Regions from separate parts of the Mus musculus genome. Here all the other regions are linked to region 1. A link is a contact called in public HiCAR-type and promoter capture Hi-C data. All regions are on one chromosome and are shown on one strand. The core of a region is the stretch at or near the end of the contact, and the rest is flanking DNA. Distances in the headings are between cores, read along the strand shown. Region 1 holds the start of Hnrnpl (heterogeneous nuclear ribonucleoprotein L). Region 2 holds the start of Nfkbid (nuclear factor of kappa light polypeptide gene enhancer in B cells inhibitor, delta). Region 3 holds the start of Zfp568 (zinc finger protein 568). Region 4 holds the start of Pld3 (phospholipase D family, member 3). Region 5 holds the start of Thap8 (THAP domain containing 8). Region 6 holds the start of Polr2i (polymerase (RNA) II (DNA directed) polypeptide I).

Evidence for each region. Promoter capture Hi-C pulls out the DNA fragments that hold promoters and counts their contacts. HiCAR-type assays count read pairs that join an accessible place to other places.
Region 2: a contact with region 1 is called in a HiCAR-type map of Th17 cells, with 5 times the contacts expected there. The contact joins the promoter of Nfkbid here to the promoter of Hnrnpl in region 1. A contact is called at or near these places in 2 of 39 promoter capture datasets (embryonic stem cells and pre-B cells), 1 of 484 Hi-C or Micro-C datasets (B cells) and 1 of 115 datasets of contacts at active chromatin or transcription factors (Th17 cells).
Region 3: a promoter capture Hi-C map of frontonasal cranial neural crest shows a contact between it and region 1. The contact joins the promoter of Zfp568 here to the promoter of Hnrnpl in region 1. A contact is called at or near these places in 2 of 39 promoter capture datasets (frontonasal cranial neural crest and hippocampal neurons).
Region 4: a contact with region 1 is called in a promoter capture Hi-C map of pre-B cells. The contact joins the promoter of Pld3 here to the promoter of Hnrnpl in region 1. A contact is called at or near these places in 1 of 39 promoter capture datasets (pre-B cells) and 1 of 115 datasets of contacts at active chromatin or transcription factors (large pre-B cells).
Region 5: a promoter capture Hi-C map of liver shows a contact between it and region 1, with 2.4 times the contacts expected there. The contact joins the promoter of Thap8 here to the promoter of Hnrnpl in region 1. A contact is called at or near these places in 4 of 39 promoter capture datasets (cranial neural crest, liver and pre-B cells).
Region 6: a contact with region 1 is called in a promoter capture Hi-C map of liver, with 4 times the contacts expected there. The contact joins the promoter of Polr2i here to the promoter of Hnrnpl in region 1. A contact is called at or near these places in 5 of 39 promoter capture datasets (cranial neural crest, liver, maxillary cranial neural crest and 1 more), 1 of 484 Hi-C or Micro-C datasets (B cells), 1 of 115 datasets of contacts at active chromatin or transcription factors (pancreatic cancer cells) and 1 of 9 other capture datasets (adipose tissue).

Annotation. Positions count from the first base shown.
Region 1 is chr7:28,809,440-28,812,465 of GRCm38.p6, forward strand. Hnrnpl (heterogeneous nuclear ribonucleoprotein L) reads left to right here and starts at 1,451. Exons shown (of 13, transcript NM_177301.5): 1 at 1,451-1,729. The coding sequence starts at 1,472.
Region 2 is chr7:30,421,717-30,424,614 of GRCm38.p6, forward strand. Nfkbid (nuclear factor of kappa light polypeptide gene enhancer in B cells inhibitor, delta) reads left to right here and starts at 1,559. Exons shown (of 11, transcript NM_172142.4): 1 at 1,559-1,787; 2 at 1,919-1,979; 3 at 2,524-2,735. The coding sequence starts at 2,730.
Region 3 is chr7:29,982,583-29,985,458 of GRCm38.p6, forward strand. Zfp568 (zinc finger protein 568) reads left to right here and starts at 1,373. Exons shown (of 10, transcript NM_001167872.1): 1 at 1,373-1,646; 2 at 2,678-2,744. It overlaps Gm31735 (a long non-coding RNA gene), which reads right to left and starts at 939. Exons shown (of 2, transcript XR_001778074.2): 1 at 851-939.
Region 4 is chr7:27,551,760-27,554,650 of GRCm38.p6, forward strand. It overlaps Pld3 (phospholipase D family, member 3), which reads right to left and starts at 1,459. Exons shown (of 14, transcript NM_011116.2): 1 at 1,239-1,459. It overlaps 2310022A10Rik (RIKEN cDNA 2310022A10 gene), which reads left to right and starts at 1,531. Exons shown (of 10, transcript NM_175107.5): 1 at 1,531-1,594.
Region 5 is chr7:30,278,755-30,281,477 of GRCm38.p6, forward strand. Thap8 (THAP domain containing 8) reads left to right here and starts at 1,340. Exons shown (of 3, transcript NR_144498.1): 1 at 1,340-1,726; 2 at 1,854-1,945. It overlaps Wdr62 (WD repeat domain 62), which reads right to left and starts at 1,656. Exons shown (of 33, transcript NM_146186.4): 1 at 1,402-1,656. The coding sequence starts at 1,578.
Region 6 is chr7:30,230,588-30,233,329 of GRCm38.p6, forward strand. Polr2i (polymerase (RNA) II (DNA directed) polypeptide I) reads left to right here and starts at 1,487. Exons shown (of 6, transcript NM_027259.1): 1 at 1,487-1,817; 2 at 1,895-1,949; 3 at 2,163-2,236; 4 at 2,320-2,394; 5 at 2,480-2,531; 6 at 2,698-2,742. The coding sequence starts at 1,759. It overlaps Tbcb (tubulin folding cofactor B), which reads right to left and starts at 1,610. Exons shown (of 6, transcript NM_025548.4): 1 at 993-1,610; 2 at 539-682. The coding sequence starts at 1,106. Ovol3 (ovo like zinc finger 3) reads right to left here. Exons shown (of 4, transcript NM_001289817.1): 4 at 2,710-2,742.

The DNA.
Region 1 (3,026 bases), core at 201-2,700:
GGGGTTCTGTTCTCTGAGCCTTTACTCACATTTCAAACTTAGTACCAAGCGGATATCCGCTTTGGGAATGACCTGGTGGAAAGGTGTCACAGCACGTTTTGAAGCGGCCTGTGAGTCTTACACCGTCTCAAGACGTGTGTGTGTGTGTGTGTGTGTGTGTGCGCGCGCGCGCGTGCGTGTGGTGGGGGTGGGGGTAGATACGCGCCTTGTCTGTGCTAGGCAAGCGTTCCATTGCTGAGCTACATCCCAGAGTCTTCTTGACTCCCTAGTTTCCCCATAAAGCCTCTGGACGGGTCTGTGGTCGGGATCCGGATCCTCCGTCAGTACGTTCCCTGTCTGCTTGCTCCCCGGCGGGCACTTGTCGGCGTTGCAGCTCTCGGGCTTCGCAGGACCCTGGGAGGAGACAATCGCTTCAGAGCAGTCTCCAAGTAGCGAGTCTAAGCCACAGAGCACTCTGGAGGACGCAGGGTGCTCAGTTGCCAAGTGCGAACCGAGTTGAACTATAAAGATCTACCACCATGACTGAATTTAGAGTGAAATGACGGTGCCTGCCAGGGTCCAAAGTCACATGGCAATCAATGAGTGTTTTATTAGTGAGAAGTGCTCAGATTTGAAGGTTCTTTTAAAAATAATAACCTCCAGCTTAGGATAGGGTAGAGGTGAAGTAAACGTTCTAATGGGTTATAGCTGCTGCAAATTGTTGTCTTGCTCTAGACTTCCGGAGCTTGCAAACAACAGACGCGCGAAAGACCGTTCGGGTACTCGAGTAGTTGTATCCCTTAAAGTCACCTCTTCTATTGAAGCCCCCCCCCCCCCCCAAAAGTACAGGAGCGCATGCGCTCTCTCGGGACCGGTTCCTAGATTGCGCCACAGAGAGCCTACGGGCTCTCCTTTTTCACCAATCAGAAGCTATCAGTCGTCCTATACCATCTGGCAATAGGGCATTCTTTCCACTCTTCATTGACCAATCGAGTGTTGACGTACGAGACGGGCACCTGGGGGAACAATTGTAGGAACACAGAAGGGAAGGCCTTTCTTGTATCCCAGCGGAGTGGCGCGGGAAGATGGTCGTTGTGACTGGGAAACGCAAGGATTTCAGAGTGACCGATTAGCTAGGAAACCAATGAGAGCGGGAAGGAGGCGGAGCTTCGGAGGCCCACTTCCATTTACTGTTTGTGGGAAGGCGGAGCGATCCCAAAAATCTGGCCTATTAAATCAGAGTTTATTTTAAGGAGGTGGGGCCTGGCGGAATGACTGGCAAGAAGCGTTCACCTATAAGGAGTGCGATTGGCGAACAGAGGCGGTCTTTCCAATAGAACGGCATGCGTCCTATCCAATAGAAATGAACCGTGAGGAAACTTCCCCTCCCCCCAAGATAGGGCCAGTGGCTCCCCCTATCGGGTGGGGGCGGCGAGTGACGGGCGTGTCCCTCCCCCAATGAGAGGCGGGGGGAGGCGGGTTCTGCGCCGCCATGTCGCGGAGGCTGCTGCCCCGGGCGGAGAAGCGGCGTCGGCGGCTCGAGCAGAGGCAGCAGCCGGACGAGCAGCTGAGGCGGGCGGGAGCGATGGTGAAGATGGCGGCTGCGGGCGGCGGAGGTGGCGGTGGTCGCTATTACGGCGGCGGCAACGAGGGAGGCCGAGCCCCTAAACGGCTGAAGACTGAAAACGCCGGCGACCAGCACGGAGGCGGCGGCGGCGGAGGCTCCGGGGCGGCGGGCGGCGGCGGCGGGGTGAGGCTGGGGCTTTAGACTCCCGGAAGGAAGGGGAAATTTCGTACTTTAAAAAGCTATTTATTTTTCACAGGGGGGAAAAATCTCTGCGCAGGCGCTGCAGCCCTCGCGCTTTTTTGGTGGGTGGGGGAGGGGCAGGCGTTGGGCAAACGGCGGGGTTTGCGCGAGGACAGGCGCTTGCGCGTGCGCACAATCCGAAGCGGGGCTTGAGGGGGCGGAGGAAGCGGCTGGCTCTGCAGGCACCGCACTGCGCAGGCGCCGCGGGCCGGCATGTGGGGGGCCTAGGCACGCGGTCGGGCCGTTTTTTTTTTTTCTCCTCACTTCTTTATCTTTTTTTTTTTCCTCTTCTTTCCGTGTCCCTATGCGCAAGCGCGTTTCTACAACCACAGCCAGCGAGCGGGAAGCGGGTGGGCGGTGGCCTGACCGAGTCGCCCCGTCGCAGTTTTAATCATGGTCGTTTCCATATAGAAGTTCACTTGATGAAATTATAAAATTATAATGCCCAGATTAAACTGTTTAACTTCTTTTACTGTGTGCATTGAAAAACGGAAGACGATTTGTGAAAGGCAGATTTAACTTTGGGAATTGAGCCAAGCTTAGAAATTATCACTCGATTTGCTTAGGGCTCCAGGATTGGGGCATTTATAAACTAAACTGTATTATGGTCCTGTGGCTATGCATAGAGTCTTTCAGCCTATTTAGTCTTCTGAAGGTCACAATTATGGTGTCTGGGTTAGGATGCAGTTTGCATTCCTTTTAAAAGTTTATTATTAAAGTCCTTCCGGTGGGCACGGAGTCACAGGCCTTTAATCTCTTTGGTTTGAGGCCAGCCTCTTATGCATAGTTAATTCCAGGACAGACAAGGCTGTGAGACTTATCAAAAAGCCAAACAAACAGTGCCCTCTTGATGAGGCTGCTGCTCATGCATTTATCAGCTTCTCCCTGTTGTTACAGTGTTAGGTTTCTCAAGGATTTGGAAGACATTTTAGTTGAGTCTGGTAAGTTAACTGCCAAGCTAGACAACGGGAGCCCATGAGGTGGAAGGAGAGAACAGACTCCAAAAGGTTGTTCTCCGAACATCTCATGGGCTGTGTGGTGAGCCTTACCCCCACCCTAATCATTTAAGGTGAGAGGTACCTCACATTCGGTGTTGGTCCTCTGAGATGGGGACTTTTATGGACTCCCTTTACAAAGCAGGAAAGACACTGGGTAAATTAGGTTGAGTCTCACCAGTGACAAACAGAAGTAAGATTAGAACTCAAGGTTGTGGAAGGCAAACCTCAACTGGAAATGGCTG
Region 2 (2,898 bases), core at 309-2,808, 1.6 Mb after region 1:
GGGGACCTGGCTTTAGATCGGGGACCCGGCGGCGGCTCCGCGGGGCAGGTAGCGAGGCTGGCGCAACGCCGAGGCCGCGGCCCTGGGGGCCCACAGTCTGCATCCAAGAATCCTCGAGGTAAGAGCTGGGGGTAAAGCGAGGAACGCGCCTTTCTGGATGCTTTGAAGGTTGGCTGGAGCGTAAAGCTGGGCCCTGAGAATTGATTCTGGACGTTGAAGAGGAGAGGCTGGGATCCTGGACTTCTGAGTCCTTGGGAGTGTTGGACATCCTTGGGAGTTGGGGTGCAAGGACTGAGAGGCCTGATACCGGGGGTTCTCTAAGAGGACGAAGTGACCCGGACTCCTTCACCCAAGGAGGGGCTGCATTGCATCCTTGAAATTGCGGTTATGGACGCAGGTTTGGGCCTCGAAGGTCGGGCGCTGGACCTCAGGAGTCCACTCTGGTAGAGAGCAGCCCCGCCCTGGGACTTCCCAGAGCACCACTGGTGCAGGGTGCCCGGGCCGAACAGGAATTCCCCGTGCGCGGGGATTCCACGGGCGCCGCGCTTCGCTGCGTGCCCCGCCTCCGAGCCAGACACCTGCGGCGCGCGCGTGCGGAGCGGAACTGGGAGGTGGAAGATTCCCTTGCGTTAGCGCCGTGACGTCAGCGCGCGGCGTCTCGTCTCGAGGGTTTCCGAGTCAGTCCTCGGCTGACTTTAACCCTTCTCGCGCTGGAGTCTGAGCTGGGAAGTCTGGGCTGGGGATTTGCTCTTCTTGGGTCGAGGGAACCGGATTTTCAGGTCTCAGAGGAGACTGAGGGTCTGTACTCTTGGGTTCTGGGTGAATGGATTGTGCCAATGGGATACAGGGGCATCTCCGGGATGGTTGGTCCCTGCTATTCCCAAGTTTGCCGAGGTGGGGGCGGGAGCTTTGCGACTCCAGATCCCTGGATCATTGAGGAACTACACCGCTACTGATTTGGTGGATCCTGGCAGAGAGGCTAGAGCAAGAGTGGTGATCCCAAGACTTGGAGAGGAGCAACTCACCCTTTCCTGTGCTGAGGACTCTGGGCTTACGTTCTACCATCCACCCAGCCTTGCGCCCAGCCCCACATGTCAGATTCTAGAACAGAGAAACATTTTGTTGTTGTTTTGAGACAGAGGTCTCAGGTAGTCCAGGTTGGCCTCTCACTTCGTTTATAGATGAGTCTGGCCTTAACACCTGACCCTCTGCCACCACCTCGCTGGGATTGCAGGGGTGTGCCTCTACTCCTAGTTAAAACAGAGATATTGGGAACCTGGAAATGCCTTTTCGGGAAGTTGAGATTAGCAAACCCCAGTCCTCCACTCCTAGTGTTAGGACCTGGTCGCCTAGGTTGGGATTTTTAACGGATGTGGTGGTGCTTCCGAGGAGCCCGGTGTCTCCGGAGAAGATAGATGCTTCAGAGAAGTGCTAGCCTCCCCACTTCCTCAGTTTCCACTACGGTGGTGGAAAGTTGGTGCGGAGGAAAAGCGTGGAGGAAAAGGAAGGAAATGGCGGAGGCGGGGCCCTGCACTCAACATCTTCTGTTGGCTTTGTAGTTCTCCAGCTCGCTCGAAGGAAAGGAGGGCGCCCACATGCACTCCCAGCCACCCACCGCTGCCACCGAGGCTGCATTCGGGTGACTTAAACATTCCTGATGACTTCCTTCTGTCTTCCCACACACAGTGAGTCGGCCTGAGCGTAGTCACTGCCCAACACAGACGGTAAAGAAGCTTCTGGAAGAACAGAGGCGCCGACAGCAGCAGCCAGAGGCTGCTGGGGTGCCGGTGAGTCTCTGGAAGTCGCCATGTGCGCTGGGGGAGATGGGAGTTGTAGTCCTGACTCTGAGGCTCTGCAGGTGGGGGACAGACCTGGAAGAATCTTCCAGATTCATAAATTCATTTCCTTTACATTGCAGGGACACTTCTCCCCTCCTCTGGTCCAGCCACTGACTCCATCTGTGAATGAGGCAGAGCCAGGTAAGAATAAAGTTAGCTCCTAGCCCAGCTTCTCTTAGACTCAGGCATCCCAGCTCTTAGACCTTTGGGGACCGAGGAGTCAGGCAGCTCTCATTATTCTTGAGCCATATGGGAAATTTTGATGACCAGCCTGCCATCGTTGCACATGTCTATATTCCCAGTACTCCGGAGTTGAGGGGGGGCGGATTGCCATTGGGTTTGAGGTCATGTGGTTTTTTTTTTTTACTAGCAAGTTCCAGGCCACCTAGAGCTATCTAAGACACCTTGTCTTATAACCAAAACCCCTGGAATTTGACGTTGGTTTTCAGTAGCCCAGTAGTCCATGAATAGTGTCCTTCAAGCATCCAGGGTTTAAGACTCCAGGACTTCAGATCCCAGTTGCTTGAGATCCAGTAGGCCTGGCATCGCAGCTTGCTGATGCCCCAGGACTGGAGGACCCAGCTCCTCAGTGTCTCAGGACCTCTGGAGACTCCAGGTTTACCTTCCCTGGCCATGTCTCCAGGCTGTAATAACAGGCTGGTTCTGACCACCCTCTCTGTTTCAGGCCATACTCATTTCCCTGCCTTCCAAGAGACTGTGGATTCCGGACCTGGCAACCTGGCTCCCCCTTCAGGCTTTGCAGACTGGGACCCTAGCATCCATGCTACCTATACAGAGGGCTCTTTCCCATTCTCTGCTTCTGAAGGCTTCCTGACTCCTGATTTCTACCCTCCGTCAGACCCAGGCCGGTCAGGCCCATTTCCCCTGGTGATGGAGGTAAACTATAGGGTGGGGACAGATGCTTAAGGGCCCCTAAAAACTTCTCAGTGGTGCTGAGCCTAGTGGCGCAGGCTTGTCATCCCAGCTACTCCGGAGGCAGAGGTAGAAGGATCAAGACCTACCTGGGCTACAGAATGAGTTCTAGATTGCCCTAGCCACA
Region 3 (2,876 bases), core at 123-2,622, 1.2 Mb after region 1:
TCTAGCTTGCAATCAGGCTTGGAACATGGCTACCTCTATGCCTCTCTCTGACTTAATAATAGGTATAGCTATTCTTTTCTCCAATGGAGACAATATAGGGATCTATTTTCAAATGACAAGTCGTCATTAAGCAAGTACTTCCAGAGGCATTCAGATGTTGGGGTCATGGGGTGTGCAAATAATGAGGAAAGGACCAAGAAAGTCGGAAATAAACCACAAGTAAACTTTATACCCTCCCCCCGTCCCGTTCCCTCCCCCCCCCCCCCCCCCCCGGGAAAACACTTCTAACTGGTTAGGGTCACAAGTCAGCTTCGACCTTTGACAAAGGGAGAGAGCAGTCTCCTTTCTCCTTTTGAAGCATAAAGGCAGGAGCAGAGGTTCAGGGAACAATAAAGAAGGAATTTGTAAATTGAGGGTTAGTTCTGGAGCCCAGGGTGTGGCAGGTAGGAGGATGTTCATTCAGGCTCAAGGCTATTCTAAGACAGAGGTCTTATCTCAGCCTTTAGGGAGCTCGCCCAGGCCTGGTGGTTTTACTGCAGCTTGAAAGAAAGTAAGGCTTGCGGGCATGCAGTAAGATGGGGGCGGCCGTCCAATACCTGGGATCACTCTGGGCTCGGCACAAAGGAAAGCCCGGCTCTTTGTGGTTTGTAGTGCATTCTTTGCCTCTTTTGGGTAACTGACCTGGCAATGGGTAAAACTGGGAGTAGACATAAAAAAATTGTGACCCTCCAGGTCTTTCTTGGCCAGGCCAGAGATCATTACCAGCCTTGTCCCCATTATCCATCCTGCGTAGAGAATGGAGATTAGGAGAGAACTGGCACCCTGACCAATTTGCGAATCTAAACCTCACCTCAGAGATTGTTCCCAGGAGCAGAGTTCTGAAGTCACAACCACTCGGGTGACAGGAGCCCCATGGTTACATGCAAGATGCCACATAGAGGTAGGCACAGTCTTACACTTAAGCCACAACTCCACAACGACCAGACATTTCATGTCCTCATAGAAAAGCTATCAGAATGTATTACAAACAACCACAAAAACTATTCCAGGGCACTGCGTCCGCCCAGTCGCAAGGCTCCTGCCGAGAGGCTGGACAGGCCACTAGCCTTTCTGGGAAATGTAGTCCACAAAGGGACAGCCACCTAGCGCCCCCAGCGCCTCCTCTGGTTGTTCCGGAAAAGACCGTCCCCGCAGCTGCTCACGTCCAGCGCTGCTTCGCCGGCGGCGTCACCGTCTCGCCGCGCTAATGGGCTCAGCCACCTCGGCGCCTTCGGCCATGACTCCTGTCCCTAGCACAGGAAACGCCAGCCGAGCTCTGACCGGAAGTTGGGTCGGGCCGCGGGTCCTTCTGGGAGCACCTGTGCTCTGGGACATAACGGGCGCGCGCTGCCGCCCGAGTGGAGGGGCTGGCCGTGCGTGGCCCGCATGCCGCGTCTCTGAGGTTGCGTCTCGGGAGGTTTTGGCTGGTGGCGCTGCGGGGACCTCTCCACGGGAGAGGCACGGGTGGTCCGGTTTGCGCCGGCCGTGGGCTTCGGGCTGGGCGCGGGCTCTCGGGGGGCTCGGAGTATCCCGGGTCACAGCTTTGCGGAGAGCTCCGGGCCAGAAGGCGGGACTCAAGCCTGTTCGGAGCTGCAACCAAAAACCTGGTAAGAGTTTGTGCTACTCTGGAGATTTGGAGGGGGTGTGGTTGTGCGAGAGCGAGTGTCCTGTCGTGGCCATGTTTGGTGGTAAGGGGTTGAGTAAGGGTGTGGTGAGTGTGGGGATGGCGTGGCGTGTGCAATTGTACCGCGGAGTTCTTAGGTGTGTAGCATTTGGCGTAACTCGTAACTACGGGGAAAAAAAATCTGTACTTTCTAATGATTTCCCCCTCCTCATTGCCGCCCTTTCAACACTTTCTTCTCTAACTTTTTTCAGTTTTTCTTTCTATTATTACCTAATGGCTTGCTTGGCTTATTTAATTTTTAAAAAAATCTTTTCTTTTCTCTCCTTTCCTTTTCCTTTTTCTTTTTTTCTTTTTCTTTTCTTTTCTTTTCTTTTCTTTTCTTTTCTCTTCTTTCTTTCTTTTACCTTTGTAGTGTTGAATTTAAATCTAACGCTTCAATCACACCAGGCAAAAACTGTACCAATGAGCTACATTCCCAGCCCTGAAGTTAGTTTAATAATGGCTGAAAAAAATTCCTAAGCTCAATAGCAAACCAACTGGGATTCCTTCAGTTCACGTTGTTAGCAGATTCATTGCATTTAGCTGATCCAGGCTGTATTTGGTTGAAATTCAGATCTGCTCTCTGTTTGTTGTTTTCTGGTGCTCAAGTTAAAAAGAACTGATTCCAAACATATTTTCTTTTCACGGTGGATTATGGGAGCACAGGGGAGATCATGCAAAGACTCTAAAAAACCTCTGCTTCAAATGTGTCCATATTTAGCCAAAGAAAAGTTGTGTGGGTAAGCTTGTAGTCTATTAAAATAACTATTTGCCACATTAAGAAATCTCTAGAAATACTTTTATACTGGGTGTTACCGTTTAGTGCAAGTGCTCTTTGATGATAGTGTGCTCTTGTTTGCACTCTCTTGTGTGCACTCTCTAGCTCTGCTCTCTAGCTTGCTCACTAGCTCTCTCTCTCTCAAATTACATTTGTCACAAATTTTATATTCCAAACCCTTTGTCTTTATGTTTCAGGTTTCTCATGAGCAACATATCAGCTGAGTGTTTTTTAAACTCATTTGTCTGGCCTGACTGTTAATAGGTGAGTTTAATTCTGCTGTATTATCATACTACTGAAAACACGTTTTTATTGTTTATATTTACCTTGTTTCGGTACCCCCCTCACTGGCTTGGTTTCTGTTCTTGTCTGTGTGTACTTAGCAAAACCTCAAAC
Region 4 (2,891 bases), core at 209-2,708, 1.3 Mb before region 1:
TGAACAAACGCTCAGAATTCACATTTTCCTGGTAGTGTCCCCATGCGCTTTTGTTGTTGTTTGACAGTTTCGTGTAGCTCAGGTTGGCCTTGAACTTGTAATGTATCAGAGGCTGAGGTAGAGATCCTCCTGCTTTAGCTCCTGGACATTGGGTTTACAGACACACAAACCTGTTGGCTACTGTGCATTTTACAAATGGGAAAGCAGGAATTGGAGAGGCATGGTTTGGTGGCCTGGGTTTCCCACAGGTTTAGGGGTGAAGCTGGGACCCTGGGATACCATAGAATACCATATAATATCCCACACCATGGAAATATGTGAAACGTGTACCCACAGAGGAGGGAAAGCTATAAGGCTGGGTGGCTCCTTGTGGGTAATGCTGAATACAGATGTGTTAGTGGAGAGATGGAGACACCAGGGCGATTTGAGGGTAATCTAAGGGGAGATGGAAACAGGAAGTACAAGAATAACTGGTATGAAGAGATTTAGGGGAAATGGGGGTTTCATGAAGGAGATGTGTGGGTGACTAAGACAATGATGACAGAGAGACCGGCTCATCAGTGCTTGCAATCCCCACACTCAGGAGGCTGAGCAATTGGATCTAAAATTCAAGGCCAGCCTGAGTTGCACTGGTGACTGAATGCTAATCTCCCGCACAGGTACCCAGTGCTAACAAAGATGGAAGAGTGACCAGCGGAGCACTGGGGACAGCAGGGGCGTGTCTGAGCTGACATACTTTGAGGTTACAAGGAGACCCTGTCACATAAAAAGAGAAAACTGAGCATATAAGGCCAATCAGGGCTTAAGGGGAATGAAAATGAATAAAAAGGACAATGTTTGTGCTGAAGAGATGGTGCAGCAGTTAAAAGCACTTGTTGCTCTTCCAAAGGACCTGAACTAGAAAACCCAGCATTCACATGGGATGGCTCACAACCATTCGTAACTACAAATCCAGGGAATTAGACATCTTCTGATCTCCTCGGGTAAATGCAGTCACAGATACTCAATTAATTGTAAACAAACAAAAAAACAAAAATTACTTCTTAAAGGAGGGGGCGATGTGAGAGAGGTCATGGCGTCAGAAGGGGAGGGGTGGTGACGATTTAAGTGGGGTATGATTTAAGAGAAGGGATGAGGGCACCTAAGTGGGCCAAGGACGATATAGAAGAGATGCATTATAGACGAGAGGGTGACACAGGGAGGGCAGCCAAGGTGTCGCGCACCAGATCGCACAGTACCTGCACGTCAGAGTCTTCTACTCCAGAACCTAGCCCCGCCTTCCCGCCCACCTGTGCGCAGGCGCAGTCGCGCTAGACTGCGGGCAGGGTGGGGGCTAGACTTGATCCTTTCTGATTGGCGGCGTTCTTCGCGACCGAGGCTCTGTGTTGTCATGTGATGGTCGCCGCCCCACACTCTCTTGCTGGTTGGAGGCTAGGAGGGCTAGAGCGGCTGGTGGAAGGTGCAGTCTGGCTTCCGGTATCAAGGGCAGGACTTCCGGGGCGGGCGGCCCAGGCCGAGGGAGGAGTGTCTGACAGTTGGCGCGACCCGGAGGGCGGGCGGGCGCCTCGTGGGGGTGCGGGCCCCAGAGTGCCAGGTGAGGTGCGGGACTGGGACGGAGGAGGTTAGGGATGGAGATACGGGGTGGCCGGGGGTCTGGACTTCCCGCGCAGCCCATACTGTACGATCAGATAAATGATTTCTCTTTCTGAGCCTCAGTTTCCTCTTCTGTACAATGGGGGCCCAGAAGCTGACCGTAGAACCCGTGTAATGGGACGTCAGGTCGTGCACACCCGTTCTGCTCTCAGAGCTCTCCATGTTACTCTTCCATCCTCGTTAGCACTGATGATGGGTACCCGCGCGGGAGCTGCCCGAGCTAGCAGGCCAGCGGGTTTGGGTTCTAATCCCAGCTTCCCTTTGCAAGAACTGGGCCTGTGTCATTACCTTTCTGAGCCCAAGTTTTCTCTGTTTAGTGAAAACCGATAATCTCAGGCTCCTATGTTCGTCGTGTGGATCCTGATGAATGTCTTTGGCATACCAACAGCTCGGTGGATCGGGATTGTAGCTGAGAGTTCTAACAACATAGAGGAGGGAAGCCCAAAGGAAGCAAAACAACAGTCAAGAAGATTGTTTGCCTCTTTCCTGAGTCCTGAAATAGCGATTTAAAATAATGACTAATGCATGTTCCTCAATTTAAAAGGGGGCATTTTGCATTGTTATCCTAGCCAGGAGAAGGGAACCTTAACTTGAAATACAATAGAAATAGAACATTCCTCTTCATTTGTGGGCAGTAAATGAAAGATACTTGAAAAGTTGTTTTGTTTGTGTGTTTGTTTGTTTATTTACTTATTTATTATTTTTGAAGCTGGGTCTCTGTTTGTAGCTCTTTCTGTCGTGGAACTCACTACATAGACCAGGTTGGCTTTGAACTCACAGATAAACTGCCTGCCTCTGCCCCTCTACCCAGTGCTGGGATTAAAAGCCTCTGCTATCATGCCAGGGTGGCTAAATAGTCTTATATACTTGGTTTCCACCTCACATCTGCATGCAACTTACATTAGGTCTACAACTGTCCCAGTCTGTCACTAGTTTAGTTCAGATTTAATGAATACCTGTCAGACGTAGTTGTAGGAACTTTGAGTTTGCTGTTTTAACCCCTCTAATATATATATTTTTTAATTTTAAATGACATGTTTTATTACACTGTATGTAAAACCAGAGGATAGCTTGGCCTGGTGGCCTTTACCTACTTAGCCTACTTATCTCTCTGCCCCTCCCCACCTGCCGCCCCCCCCCCCCCCAGGAGAAAAGCAGAGGTACTTGTTTTTAATTTTTTTCCCCATTGATGTACCTGCCCATGCATTTCTGTGGAGATTAGGAAAAGTTTTGGGAGT
Region 5 (2,723 bases), core at 90-2,589, 1.5 Mb after region 1:
CAAGAAACCAAGCCAAGAATCTCATGATCTCAGTTTCTTCAAAAACACAGAACTGAATTGTTCCTGGTTTTGTGCCCCTCCAGGTGTAGGAGATAGGAGTGAGTCTATTTCAGATTATTCATTACACTAAGTATTGTTATTTCTTTATATGTCTCGATGGAAAAACATGTTTTTGCCATGTGTGTCACTTGTCCTTGTGACTCCTCTTAACCCTCAGGGTACAAACTGTCTGCTGCTCAGACTAAAGTTGGCTACTACAGGAGACTTTAGCTTGCCTCATTTATGACTCCATTCTCCCAGGTCCCACTGCCTCTAGACTAGTAGCCAATAGCTCCGTAGGTAAAAGCCCTTGGGGCCAAAGCTGACTCTGGGAGAATGAACTCTCAAAAGTTGACCTCAGCCAGTCTGGTCTACACAGCCAGTTCCAGGTCAGCCAAGGCTACACGGAGAAACCCTGACCAAAAAAAAAAAAAAAAAAAGTTTTACTAATAGCATTCCTTCTACCCAAAGTCATTTCTTTCTGTGACTCAAATTTTGTGGAACTGTTTTGTACACCCTGCTCCCCAGGCAGCAGTGCTAAGATTTTTACATTCTCCATAATTTTAAGCCGTAAGTAGATAAAAATCAGTTCTAGTGAAGGAACAGGAAAGAAATCAGGAACAGAAAAAGGAAGGAAGACCAAGAAATGTTACGCAAATAAGCCAGGCAAGTACTCCGGAGGCAGAAAGGTAGATCTCAGAGCTCACAGCCAGCCTGCTGGTCTACAGAATGAATTCAGTCACAAAGAAATCCTGTCTCAAAAGGAAAAAACAAACAACAAAAACAAAAAACAAAAAAACCACAACAATATAACAACAACAACAAAACCCACAACAATATAACAACAACAAAACCAGGGGAATGTTAACCAAATAGGGGCCTGGAAGAGCACACCTTACCCCGAGGCGCTACAGAGGAGGCGTGGCAAGAGCCAACAGGCCAGCCTCTCGCTCAGACTCCGATACAGCACACTGGTGGCTGCAGTGGTCCCCAGCCCTATTCCAATAAAATCAAAGACACACTGGAATGAAAGGGATAAGTGTCTTAGGTCACTCACTGAACAGTAAAGTGATATTAGAGATGATTTGTAAATGCAAAACCATTTCCCGGGAGTTAGAACTAAAATAAAGCAATGTGCCAACTCTAAGTGGAGCCAGAAAGATGGGCAGCACCAAACCCTGAAGCCAGCAGGAACGCAGGGGGAAAGCCTCTGCCAAGGGGGCGGGGCTTCCGGACCAGGCGGGCCTGGGAAGCCGCCTGAGGGAGCAAATAAAGAAGCGATGGGAGGGACCGAGGCCCCGAGGCGGGACCAAGGTGGCAGAGAAGCCCGGAGTTGGGTAAACAGGACGACCAGCCTCTCACCCGGTTCTGCACAGTGTCCTCGGGAGCCGCCGCGAGTCGCGTCCGCCGCCGGAGGCAGAGCGGTGGGGCAGGAGGCGGGGAGGACTGGTTTCTCCGCGCCGGAACTCCCGCCATGACAGAGGACAGCTTTTCTATCGTGTCACTCCGCGTATAACCTCCGGCCGCTAAGGCAGCCATCATGCTGTCGGAGACCAGTGTCCGTTACGCTTCTTAACAGCCGCCTGTAGCCAGCACCCACTCGAATAGCGAATGGCCGCGGGAAAGCCGGCGCCACCGCCCATTGGACGCAGCCGGCACCCCGGCTGGCCAATCACAAAGCTTCCGGGTAGGCTCATTGCCCAATGGGAGATAAGAGGCGGAGCTAAAGGAAGGTGGGGCCAGGGCCTGTCTATTTCACTGCTTACTGAGTCTGGCTGGGTTTCTCTACTAACCTGTGCTTTCTCTGTTCATAGACACACAGCTTTTAACTTTGATGGAGCTCATCCTGTCTTTTGCAACAGTCCCGGGAAGTTATTCAAGCTGTACCAGTCTCATGGATATAGGGGTAGGGTGAAGCCAAAGAGCCGTGGGCTTGGGGTCGGGAACAACACCGCCCTACTCTTGCCTATACAAATAGTGAGGTTTAGGATTGCGAAGATTGTAGCCAGCTGCTCTCCATCCCGTGATTGGGGCGTAGCCGCGGTAGCACGAGGAACATTTTGTACGCATGCGCCCTCAGTTTCCCCTGTCACGTGTTGCAGTGTTGCTCTTCCCTGGGATGACGTGAGGCGGATGGATTGCTCGGGGACCCGGACAGGGTTTGGCCCAGACTCAAGTGTTATTGCTGACTGGGCAGGACTGGCCAGGGTAGGACAGCTACACATAAGTACATTAGGGCTCCAACACTTTGGGGCGCCTGGGCAGGGACAATTGGCCTGGGAGATTCGAACATGGGGCGTGGCCCTGGGAGGGGCGGGGTTGGTCCAGCTTTGAGTCTTGGGAGCTACTGCTATGAAGCTGTAGATAGTTCATTGCTACCTTGGGAGCGGAAGGGGTGAGAGGGATGTGCACACACATCATTCTCCCTGTTCATTTTTTGGCTTATTTTTCTCTTTAAACGGTTTTCTGGGGCATCACAGGTTGAGGTATGCAACGGTGTCCCCACCACTAGAATGTCAGCCCCTCCCTGAAGCCAACAAATTTTATCCCATTTCCTGTTATTCCTAGGTTGCTAGACTAATGCCTAACACATACTATTGTCCATCAAATGTTTGTTGGAAGGGTTTGATTTTTAGCCCAGAAGTCTGTTGGGGTTTGGGAAGCGTCGCACAAACCGCTTAAAA
Region 6 (2,742 bases), core at 237-2,736, 1.4 Mb after region 1:
ACAGGTGTGTTGGGCCCACCATAGGCCACGGTGGTGGATGACACCTTCAGTAAAGATTTGGAAAAAGGAATGGACAGAGTTTAGCAGGGAGGGAATGAGTAGGGAAGGTGGGGAGAGGCTGAGGGCAGAATGATGTGAGCTGATACACACAGAGGCCTTCTGTGTTCTTGCTGCTCTCAATCGGGCCAGAACTTGATGGCTCACCTCAGTTCTTTACAGTGTTATACTTTTGTCCTCTCCATGGAACATTCTCTAGATATCAGCTCAAATACCCATTCCTCAAGGAAGCCTCTTCAGATATCCCCAGGTAAAGCCTGGTACCTCTGATGAATTTCCCGTGAGCTCCCTCCCCCTAAGCCAGTTCAGACAACTCTGGTTTGTCACTGTCTACTGAATGTCTGCTTCTGACCAGGCTGAACTGGGGCTTCCATGTGGCTAGAGCCTATACTGGTTATCACACTGGGCAAAACATGGTATTTGTTGAAGAAATAAATTAGTGAATGAATGTGGGGCGGGTCCCGGGAAAGGGTGTCCTCACATGGATGCGACAGCCGTCATCCACAGGATAGGAGCCCAGCAGTGCATCCTCCTGATCCAACTTGCTGTAGAACTTGTCGTCTGCTCCATATAGCTCCAGTTCCATGCAGGAAGCAGGGCTGCCCACCACCAGCTCCAGTTTACACTGCAGTAAAGAGGCAAGATGAGGAGAAAGGCTGTCAGAGGCCTCATCTTCAGACTTTGATCAACAAACAAGTTCCAAAAAGACCCACCTTGGACCAGTTCCTTCTGGACCCGCCCCCTCGGCTCTCTGGAGTGTCTGATTTTTCCCGGGTCCTGCCCCTACTCGGTGGACTCTGTTCTCCGGGGCTCCCAGGCCTGGGAGGCTGGCTGTCAGTCTCTGCAACCTTCCCTCCAGGTTCGCCCACTAGTTTTCAGCCCCCTACTCCCTTTTCTTTGCCCCGCCCCTCCGGACCCCGCCCCCACGGCCACACCTTGAACTCTGCGATGGTGAGGCTACGACTGTATCGCTTCTCCGAACGGAAGCTGTTGAGGGAGCTGCTGATGAAAACCATCACGGTGGGCGCCGATATCCCCGTCACCTCCATCTCGCTGCGCCCCGGAGTGGCCCGCGGTGCGGTTCAGCCGTCTCACACCGGCTCCGCAGTGGCCGCCGCTGCTTCTGGGATATAGGTCCCGCCCCTTGTTCTGGAGCTGACCAATGCAAGTTCTCCACCTAACATGGCCAGCCAATCGCTGCTGTTCTTTCTCCACGGACAGGCGGATTCTCGGGTACGTCCAACCAATCCCGAGAGGCCTTCCGTGCACGGGAAGCAGGAGAGGAGGGCGGGAGGAGGCCGAAGCCGGGAAGAATGGCTGGAGTTGTCCCGGTCCGCCGAGTGTAAGTTCGGCGCATGTGCACTGGCCTTGGGCCAAGAAGAGAGCAGCGGATTCTCTCGTTCACGCTCAGCGCCTTGCGGATGACATCGCGCATCATAGTCCCAGCCCTTGTCCTAGATCCATTCCACTCGGAGTTGGGAAGCAGGTTCCGAAATCGGGAGTGAGTAGCAGAGGGTATCAAAGGATCGACGCAAGCCGTCAGCCAGACATCCATAAAAAAAAAAATAAAAAAAATAAAAAAATAAGGAACCCGCGCATGCGCGCAGCATCGCCCTAGTTTGGTGCAGCTTCGGTGTGCGACCCTTCCCGCGTTCCGTAGCGCGCCCGCGCAAGCGCAGAAGGCTCAGCAGCCCAGTCGCTATGGAACCCGACGGGACGTACGAGCCTGGCTTCGTGGGTATTCGGTTCTGCCAGGAATGGTGAGGCCCGGGCAGTAGGTGTGGGAAGGCAGTGAGGACTGGCTCCAGGGCTGACCTCTGACCTCCCCTCCCCACAGTAATAACATGCTGTACCCCAAGGAGGACAAGGAAAATCGCATTCTGCTGTACGCGGTGAGTACCGGCAACCCTCTCGCCCGCGGGTTCACGCCTTCCCTGCGCGCTCCCTGCTGGCTCCCCCACGCTTTCGCCTCTTGACTACCCCTCAGCACACCCTCTCTCCCATGTTGTCCATGCCCTCCTTGGGAACACCCTGCCTTCCTGTCCAGTCTTGTTGGAGATCTGATCTGTTTGTGACACTCCTCCCACATGCTCTCCCGTCTGCAGTGCCGGAATTGCGATTACCAGCAGGAAGCCGACAACAGCTGCATCTACGTCAACAAAATCACGCACGAAGTGGAGTGAGTGGCGGGACCTCGCTTGGGGCACGGGTCACCTCTTAGGACACCCGGCCTGACCGCTAATTACTTCCCTATGCCTGCAGCGAGCTGACCCAGATCATCGCAGACGTGTCCCAGGACCCCACGTTGCCCCGGACGGAGGACCACCCGTGCCAGAAGTGAGTACGCAGCTGGCATAGGGAAAGAGGAGTGGCTGTGCACAGAGAGGTCTTTCGCGGTTTAGTAACTGAACCATTCCCTCAGGTGTGGCCACAAGGAGGCAGTGTTCTTTCAGTCACACAGTGCCCGAGCTGAGGTGAGTGGCGGCTGGGTGCTTGGGGGGGTAGGGGTGGGGGGGACACGCCAGTTTTGGGTTGATCCTGTTTACTCAAATCAAGATTGGGAAAGTTTCTTTGATCGTTTCTTTTGGTCCTCACACTATCCTCTGGGTCCAGACCCTGACTGAACGTTCTTATTGCTAGGACGCCATGCGCCTGTACTATGTTTGCACTGCCCCACACTGCGGC